Regions from separate parts of the Sus scrofa genome. Here region 2 is linked to region 1. Evidence: chromatin contacts called from public Hi-C data. All regions are on one chromosome and are shown on one strand. Each heading gives the region's core, a stretch centred on a gene start, on an enhancer-like site or on the middle of the called end of the contact. The rest is flanking DNA. Distances are from core to core; before and after follow the strand shown. Region 1 holds the start of RNF24 (RING finger protein 24). Region 2 holds the start of DDRGK1 (DDRGK domain containing 1).

Region 1 (4,745 bases), core at 580-3,079:
GGAAGGGCTCACATTCTGGTTGGAGAAAAAAAAAATAAGCAAATGAGTAGAACTTTAAGTGTGACTGGTGCTGAGAGAGAAATAGGTAATGGGCACAGGTGGGAATTCCAAAAGAAAGTCCGTCAACAAGGGGAGGGCAGGAAGGAAGACTTAATTAAAAAGTGACTGTTGAGGGAGTTCCCGTCGTGGCGCAGTGGTTAACGAATCCGACTAGGAACCATGAGGTTGCGGGTTTGGTCCCTGCCCTTGCTCAGTGGGTTAACGATCCGGCGTTGCCGTGAGCTGTGGTGTAGGTTGCAGACGCCGGCCAGTAGCTACAGCTCCGATTCGACCCCTAGCCTGGGAACCTCTATGCCGCGGGAGCGGCCCAAAGAAATAGCAAAAGACAAAAAAAATATAAATAAATAAATAAAATTTCATTTAAAAAAAAAAAGTGACTGTTGAGTGTTGCTAGGTAAGTGTTGCTTCTCTAATCAAGGGAAAAGCAGGAACACCAGGCACTGAAGGCGAGACACTCTGATGCTGTTCTGGAAATGGCTAGAAAAGAAGTGCTAAAGTGCCACTGGGCAGAGAAAGAGAAAAAGACAGCAACATGGGCAGATTTGCATATCATGAGAATTGACTTGCATAAGAATGTATTGAGACTTCAGCAGTAGAGCTAGAGAGAGTTGAGGAGGACTGATTTAAACAGTGAGAGGTAGCAGATCCTCCTGGCAACTGGTCCAGTTGAGCTAGGAAGGGAGGGAGAGAAGGGAAAAGGACCCCTGACACAGGCTTCAGTGACAGGGGGTGAGGGATAGGTTGTTGATAAGCACTCTTTCTTTTGCCACTCTCTCTCTACCCATGCTTCCACCCATCTCTTACCTTACAGAACTTCTTGAGATGTTCGTTGATGTTAGTCTTTACTTCCCCCCTTACCTTGGATATTTATTGTTTGCCAAAGAAGAAGGAACTTGCCTACAGGCGCTTTCTACTATTATTTTGCTTCCCAAAATTAAGCCCCTGAGCTGTTTATGGTTTGTGTGAGGGGGCTTGGAGGGTAGGAGAAGAAAGGAGACTCTCAAGGGGTGATTTAGGGACTGAAACAAAGTGGGGCAATTGTCTCTGTAATTTCCCTGAGCTACAGGGCCCACACACTCAGCCGAAGAGCCTCAGAGACTCCCAGCAGCCCCCGAAGAGTTCTGTGGCCCACGAGTAGCAGAACCAAGGGGCTGGGAACAGGAGAGTGTCTCTGCAGAACACACTGCCTGCCAAAGACAAGGGGCCTCCACTTGATCTTTGGAGATTCATTAGATAAACCCTAAACCTTCTTATTACAGAAAGGGCTGAGATTTCCTCAAAACAAAGGTCAATTCCTGGCCTGCTCCATGGAATGGGAGCTGGGGCCTGGTCGATGCACATAAATAAAGTAATGCACTCTTTCTTGCACACACTCCTCTCCACTATTTGGGCAGATTCTGGGTATCAGAAGTCTGAGAGGATCTGCTGCAGGTGACACAGATGGAGGAAAGAGGCAATGTGCACCTTATCTATCGGACTCCTGTGACCCGGAATGCTGGCAGTCTGGGTGCTAGGAAAGAGGTAGCGTTCCAAGCTTTCCCTTTAAAAAATGCTTATAGGACAAGAAAAAATACTAAACACAGGCGGAGGAAGACAGCTCCGCCCTGGGACAACCCCAACGGGCGGAGCGAGGACTGGCCACCGCGCTCCGCGCCTGCGCACTGCGGACTCTGAAGTCAGGACGATCTCAGGGAGGTGGGCGGGGCTGCCCGGGCATCCGGGTCCCTCACCCCGCCCCCGCTGCATGAATGAGAGGCGCGGTGCCGCCCCTCCCCCACCGGGCCCGCCCCTCGCCGGGGCCGCTGCGCGCAGTCCGCCGCTGCCACCTCAGCCGCGCTAGGTCCCGGCAGACGCCAGCCGCTAGCCTCCAGACGCTGACGGTCCTGCCACGCTCGCCGCCGCCGCCGCCGCCGCCGACGCCGCGGGCACGACAGAGTAAGTGAGCAAGCAAGGGCGGGGGCGCCGAGGGTCGTCACCCCCAGTCTGGGGCTTAGTGGACCGGGCGGGTCCAGGTTCGGGATGCTGAGGAGACCGTGGGCCCACTCCAGCCTCCCCCACTCACACTCCTGGCGCCTCCGCGGGGAGCTGGGAGGGGTGGGACAGCTGCCCCAGGTCGGGAGGGACGCGGAGGAGGGTCCGCCCCGATCCGGAGGGTGGGTCACGCACAAAGGGAGGCGCGGGGCTGTCCCCGGGAGGTCACAGAGGGACGGTGCGGGGCACCCCGAACGCCCTCCTAGCCAGTGCCCGGCGTCGGGTCCCCGGGCGTGGGAGGCTCCTAGGATGAGCAGGGAGGACGAGGTTGGCTAGGACGGCTGCCTGCGTTTTGGCGATGGGAACGCGCCGTGGGGGGTGCGGCGTGGCAGTGTTTTCCTGGTCCCCATCTGCTCCTCCCCTTTCTTTGTGGCGTTTGTCTCGTGCCCATTTGTCACTGTGTGTAAACTGTGGTCTGGGGTAAGACCTCTCGCCTCGGCTAACTCATTTAATGAAAGTCAGGTGCGGGCCTGTCTGTGAGTAGGGGGCGTGTGTGCGTCCTCAGGCCGGAGAATTAAAGACCCTCCTTTGTTTCCGGAGACGTAATGGTGTGTGTGTCACCTATGAAATGAGAGAATCAGAGATCATTAAAAAGGGTATGAGGAAAAAAGATGTATTACTCCATCAGATCGTCACCTCGTTCTGCCTCTGCTGTTTTTTCAAATAGTATTTCTTTGTTTCTTACTGTAAAAGCAGTGGGTTAATTGAAAATATGCCTCTAGTCTCATATCTGTTTATCTAGAACACTTGGTTTTGGGGTTTAGTCAGTGGTCATATACTCATATATATGTACATGAAACTACCCTACATTACCAGTTAACTAAAATGCACTTTTTAGTTCATTGGTAATATGTCTATATAGTCATACTGGTCTATAGAAATACTCCAACATATCTATGACACTGTTTTCTCTGCTTCTCTGTAAGGCAGATTTTGTTTCTTCCTGCCTCTCAATGTTAATAAGAACGTAGTCCAGCAGGTTCTCTTCACCTCTTTGCCTTTTTTTTTTTCCCCCTTAATGCTTTGGCAAAGGGTTTTATTGCGTATTACCCTGGCATGCACCCTTGCTTTGATCTGAATTTCCCTGTGTTGTTGTCTGGTTATGCAGCCCAGCTCAATGGCTCCTCTTACAGGACTGCTGGAAAACAGAACACCTTTTATCATTGTCCTCATCCCCAGAGAAAAGAGGAAGCTCTGCAGGTTCCCACATACTTAGGCTCTGTGGAACTGACTTTGTTGTCTAGGTGAAGTTATGAGGAGTCACAGCTGATGTGAACCAATTAAAAAGAAGCAATTGTAATACCACAGCTGTTCCTTGCTATTTCACTTGGATCTTTTTCTCTTCTTAAACCAGATTTTGTAAGTTTTAGAAGATAGTGGGTTGCATTTTCAGTTTCTTTATTACCGTTATTATTTTACAGAGTGACAGGAAATTAGCTAAACTCAGTTAATGTAAGAAACATACCTCCAAAGCATTTTTATTATGATCTTTTGATTCAAAAATAGCAGCAATTAAAAAAAATTAAAAGGAACTCATTAGATGATATGCCTAATTGAACTGATTCAGTTTTAAGATTCTCTTTAAGATTATATTTTAATCACATGTATTTTAATTCCTGGTAGTTTTCAGTGCAAAATGAAATCTAAATGAAGCAGGCTTCCGCAGCATCTGTTTGTGTATGTTCCCTCTGAAAAAAAACATTTGCTTTTAATTTGAAGGGGAAATTTTCCATTGGTTGGAACAGGATCCATTTTTCTTGGTTAAAATCTTACCTTATGTTAGCACGGTGAAATTCTTTTAAAAAAAGTTAAAATTAATGAAAGACGATTTTTCAATTTGGAATTTTGGTTTTATGATGTAAGATCTAAATAAACTTTTAATATAAATGAACTTATACCTTTAAAAAGTGAGGCCTTCATTAACTACATAAAGTAGTGTCACTAATATTGAAACAACCCCAGTGATTTATAAACTGCTTGCTTAGATTTTTTTCTTTTCTTTTTTTAGGAATCCCCTCAAAACAAATCATAAGGGGAAGTCTTAGATAAACAGAGTAGTATAACCGGAATTATCACTGAAATAGGCTTGCAAAGTACCACAATATTGTGGAACTTTAGTTTTGCAAGAGTGACTTTGCTATTGTTTGTATCAACAAAGGAAACTAAAAACATCTTGGCCTTGTTATTCAGCATTCTGTTAATCAAAATCTTTACCAACCTATAGTTTAGCATTTTTGTAGTATGATGACTGAAGAAAAATTCTAAAATAATATATCTATGTCGACAAAATAGGTTGTTATTTTAAATTATGTTTTAGTAATGAATATAATCTTTATGTTCATTAGAAAGACTAATATTGTTGTGTTAGTGATGGTAATGGTATATATGATGACATTTTGTTACCCAAACTGGGATACATTATCCTCCTAGCATTTTCTATCAATAATTGCTTTCTGGAGGTCCCGTTGTGGCTCAGCAAGTTAAGAATCTGGCATCATCTCCATGAGAATGCAGGTTCGAGCCCTGGCCTCACTCAGTGGGTTAAGGATCCAGCATCGACGCAAGCTTTGGCTTAGGTCACAGATGCAGGCTCAGATCCCAATGTTGCCATGGCTGTGGTGTAGGCTGACAGCTGCAGTTCCAATTTAACCCCT
Region 2 (4,788 bases), core at 691-3,190, 770 kb after region 1:
GCGTTGCTGTGGATTTGGCGTAGGCCAGCGGCCACAGCTCCGATTTAACCCCTTGTCTGGGAACCTCTATATGCCTCGGGTTTGGTCCTAAAAAAGACAAAAAAAAAAAAAGCTAATTTAGGAGTTTCTGTCTTGGCACAGTGGAAACTAATCCGACTAGGAACCATCAGGTTGCAGGTTCCATCCCTGGCTTCACTCAGTGGGTTAAGGATCCGGCATTGCTGTGAGCTGTGGTGTAGATCGAAGAAGAAGCTCGCATCTGGTGTTACTGTGGCTCCGGTGTAGGTGGCAACAACAGCTCTGATTAGACCCCTAGCCTGGGAACCTCCATGTGCCACAGGGTGCGGCCCTAAAAAGGCAAAAGACAAAAAAATAATAATAACAATAATTATCAAAATTTATGTATGTTTTAAAAATGCTATCCTGCCCTTTTGCTTGTATAATTGTTCATTTAATATGTAATATTGTATAATAGTTTATAATCATATAAATGATGAACTATTTCAGACTTAACAGAAAACAATAAATGCTCAAGTTCCCACCATTCCAATTTAACAGATGTTAAGGTGTTAACCTGTGTCTATATTTTTTCTAATCTTCCCCCAAATACATGGGTCCTGGGATCTTTATTTATTCCATCACACATGCAAAAAAGCTTCATTTGCTACTATAATAGCAAATTCCCAGTGGTTGTTATTTGCTTTTGTTTCGTTTTTTTCTTTTTTGGTCTCCCCGAGGCATATAGAGTTCCTAGGCCAGGGATCAGATCTGAGCTGCATTTGTGACCTATGCAGCAGCTGCAGCAACTCCAGATCCTTAACCTGCTGGGCCAGGCTGGGATCAGACCTGTGAGAGATGCCGTTGATCCCGTTTTGCCACAGTGGGAACTCCTTATTTGCTTCTTTAAAAATCTTGAGTTTACATCCTTTCCCAATTTTTTGTAAACAACTTTATTGTGGTATAATTTGTTCATATCTTTTTTTAAAAAGTGTCAAGAATTAAAGGATGATTTAAATTCCCTGTAAGTATTTAAATTCCAAGTCCTCACTATGGAAAACTGGATCAATAAATCTTGTACAGCCTAATAAGTTTATTTTAAAATGGTATAAAGGAGTTCCCTTGGTACCTCAGCAGGTTAAGAATCCAACAGTTGTCACTGCTGCGGCTTGGGTTGGATCCCCAGCCAAGGTACTTCCTCATGAAGCAGGTGTGGCAAAAAACAAAAAAAATGTATAAAATTCCAGGCCTGAGTACCAAAGCATATCATAATTTATTTATATAGAAGGTTTACTCTCCCTTTTCAGTGAAATCAGATGTCACAGATGTAGGCAAAGCTCTGCCCTTAATGCCCTCCAACTTCTTCCCTCCCAAAAAGCAACCACTATCCTGAGGTTGGTATGTATCATTCCCAAGCATCTTTTTGTGCTTTTTCTGCATATGTATGTTTCCATAAACACTGTGGTATTTAGCGCTTTTAAAGCAAACATAAATGTCACACTGAACATAACCCATAATTTCTTTCTTTTTTTGTCCTTTTTTTTTTTTTTTTTTAAGGGCTTCAGCTGCGGCATATGGAGGTTCCCAGGCTAGGGGTCCAATCGGCAGCTGCCGGCCTACATCACAACCACAGCAACGGGGGATCCGAGCTGCCTCTGCGACCTACACCACAGCTCACAGCAACCTTGGGTCCTTAACCCCCTGAGCAAGGCCAGGGATCAAACCTGCATCCTCATGGATGCTAGTCGATTCCTTTCTGCTGAGCCACGGCGGGAACTCCTGCAGTAATTTCCACTTCATTTTTTTACGCCCCTATAGTTAATTTTATTTTATTTTTCATAATTCATTTTAAAGTTAAAAATTAGGGCCTCTGACTTTTGCGTGCCGCCTGGGCGGGGCCTAGAATGGGAAGTGGGAGGGGCCACATGGGCATTGGGAGGGGCCACATGGGCATTGGGCGGGGCCTAGGAGATCCAGGGCCTCAGGGTGGACGCGCAGGTTCCGCCTGGAAGCCACCGTCATGGTGGCTCCCGTGGTGTATTTGGTGGTGGCGGCTCTGCTCGTTGGCTTTATCCTCTTCTTGACCCGCAGGCGGGGCCGGGCAGCAGCAGGTAGGAGATGCTGCGGCGCCAGAGCCGGTAGGGCCGCGCGTTCCCTGCCTCCTTAGCCTCTGTAGGCCGTCGCGCCGCGGCTCCTGCGCATGCGTTGGTTTGCCTGGCTGGGCTGACTGGCCGTCTGTGCTTAGCGGCGCTCTCCGCGCATCAGATAGGCCGTGCGCGTGCGCCTGCGTGCGCAACGGAGGGCTGGCGGGGACTCTCAGAGCATGATCCCAGCTCTCGGATCGAGTGTCCGGGTCCCTAACCTTTCTCCTGGCCCCCAAAGAGGGTCTCGTCTCATTTCTCTCCTCGTCCCCTGCCACTGCAGAAAGGCCAGGCCCTGGCGAACACTCCCGTCCCTCACTGGGGCAGCCCGCCGCTCTGACCCACTGGGTGCCCAGAGGTTTCCCATCCCTCCGAGGCTGGCCCTGGAGCAGTTGACAAGAAGGCGGCACCTAAGTGTTTGCTACTTGCCCAGGAGATGAATAGAGCATGAGGTGGCTCCAGGAAGCTCTGTCCGTCCCCCAGGGCACCCTCTTTCCAGTTTTGCAACCTGCCCCAAAGGCCATATCATCTACCAGGGCCCAGAAGAGATACACCTGTCATCCTCCATCCTACCCCCCTCCCCTTCATTTCTTATCACCATATGGGTATGTGCGTATGTTTCTCCCTGTCCCTGGGCCCACAGGCCACATCAGAACATCTGCCAGGGGTAGGGCACGGAGAAGCTGAGGTAAGGCAAATAGCCAGTAAATCTTCCTGGGAGGAGAGACTCAGACCCAGGTGTGCTCTCTGATTGGGATGCCAGGTAAAACCATGGCAGGTGGTGTTAGGCAAGAGATAAATGCCGTCCTGCAGTGGGCACTCACATGAGGTCTGAAGAGGTCAAGGTGGGCTTCCTAGAGGAGGTAGAGCTTCAGCTCCATCTTCTAGAGTGGTAGTCTCCTAACAGGCCAGCTGGAAAGGTGGGGCCTTAAGAGAAGAGAAAGGAATTGACACAGGTGTGAAGGAAGGGGTGATCTTGCTGCCTAGGGTTTGAGTTTGGGTTATGAAGGCTTTCACAGTCAGACTGAGAAATTGGGACTTTGTGCAGTGGACAGCGAGAGCCTGGAGAAATTTGACCAGATGAGATCAAGGCTTCCAGGATGCTGCTCCTGCTGCCATGATGTGCCATTGGGCTGCTGGACATCATCGGGGCTCTTCTCGTCCCTACAGCTGGCCGAGAGCCATTGAACAATGAGGAGGAGCTGGGAGTAGCAGGCCGAGTGGCCCAGCCTGAGCTCGATGAGCAGAGAGCCGGTGGCAGGCCTCGGCGTCGGAGGGATCTGGGCAGCCGCCTGCAAGCCCAGCGTCGAGCCCAGCGGGTAGCTTGGGCAGAAGTGGATGAGGATGAAGAGGAAGTCATCATCCCAGGTGAGAGGGGCCCAGCCTGGTGGAGAGGGGGCCTTTAGAGGGTGAGAGTACCCTGCAAAGCTGGGCAGAAGAGTGGAGTGTGAAGCCATAGTGTGGGAGGGATGTCTGGGAGCCGTAGGAGGTAGTTAGGGGAGACTTAGGACCCAGCCTCTGGTCCTGGGGACTAGCAGTCCTGGACCCTGATCCTTATTCCATTGGGCCAACTTCTTCTTCCTTCATTTTGGCTCTCAGTGCGAATCAGGAGGGCAGGGGTCTTTAGATTGACCTAGAAAGTTCCATAGTCCATTCCTTCTTTCCTAGCACTCTTCCTGGTGTGGGCACCCTCATCCCCTGAGGGCTTCACCCTAGGACTAGAGTGCCTGGCCATGAGCTTGCGCGGTTTCTAGAGTGTCATCAACCATAACCCTAGAAGTGTGTGGGGATAGAGGCTTTTTGTTGGCAGAGGCCCCCATATCCCTGGTGCTGGGAAACTAACAGTGCTCTGTGGATTGTGGGAAAGAATGTCTCTCCAGTACTCAACACCAGGCTTGAGCTAGAGGAGCTATTTGGGGCTTTTGCCCTTGGACCCTTGAGAACTAGCCCCTTTGGCTCAAAAAAAGAGGCCTTATGTCACACCATCCCTCCTGTCTCACACTTGGGGGTCAGACATCAGCGGGCCTCTAACTTTTAGCTGGCCCTGGTATAGTCCTGGGGTTTGGGCTCTCTTTTTGCCTTGGATCTCATGGGACTCATGGATAACCCTGGCGAGGGGCTGATCCCAGAACCTCAGCAGTTCCTGACCACAATGAGGATGATTTTAGATTTGGGATAGGGATAAATTTCCGCATGGGGCCCTCCTCCCCTGGAGGTTTGTCTCAGAGACAGAAACCAGGGAACTCTGAAAGTCTAAACAGTCCTGCCTGTGATTTTTTCAGACACTCAGGTGAGGAAACCTGGAGTTCCCCTCTTTAAGGCTGTGCAGCATCTAAAGTTACCTGTTTTCTTGCCCCCCTACCCCCCTCCACCTGACATACACACACCCTAGATGAATTCCCCCAGCAGCTCCCTCTAGAGGGCAGAGCTGGGCTGGTAGTATTTGCCACCCAAGAGGAGAGAGACAGGGAGTAGAGTAAATCCATCATTAGCCCTCTCTGGGCAGGACTTGAGGTGTCTTTCTCTGACCACACTCAGCCCTGGAGGAAGAAATCATCGAGAAGCCAGTGGAAACTCACCTGTCGGGGAAAATTGGAGCCAAAAAACTACGGAAGCTGGAGGAGAAACAAGCACGAAAAGCCCAGCGTGA

The links. A called contact is a pair of places that touch in the nucleus more often than the background predicts.
Region 2: a Hi-C map of liver shows a contact between it and region 1, with 6 times the contacts expected there. The contact joins the promoter of DDRGK1 here to the promoter of RNF24 in region 1. A contact is called at or near these places in 2 of 47 Hi-C or Micro-C datasets (heart right ventricle and liver).

Annotation. Positions count from the first base shown.
Region 1 is chr17:31,703,526-31,708,270 of Sscrofa11.1, forward strand. It overlaps RNF24 (RING finger protein 24), which reads left to right and starts at 1,830. Exons shown (of 6, transcript XM_021078063.1): 1 at 1,830-1,995.
Region 2 is chr17:32,478,041-32,482,828 of Sscrofa11.1, forward strand. DDRGK1 (DDRGK domain containing 1) reads left to right here and starts at 1,941. Exons shown (of 9, transcript NM_001190212.1): 1 at 1,941-2,108; 2 at 3,309-3,506; 3 at 4,677-4,788. The coding sequence starts at 2,018.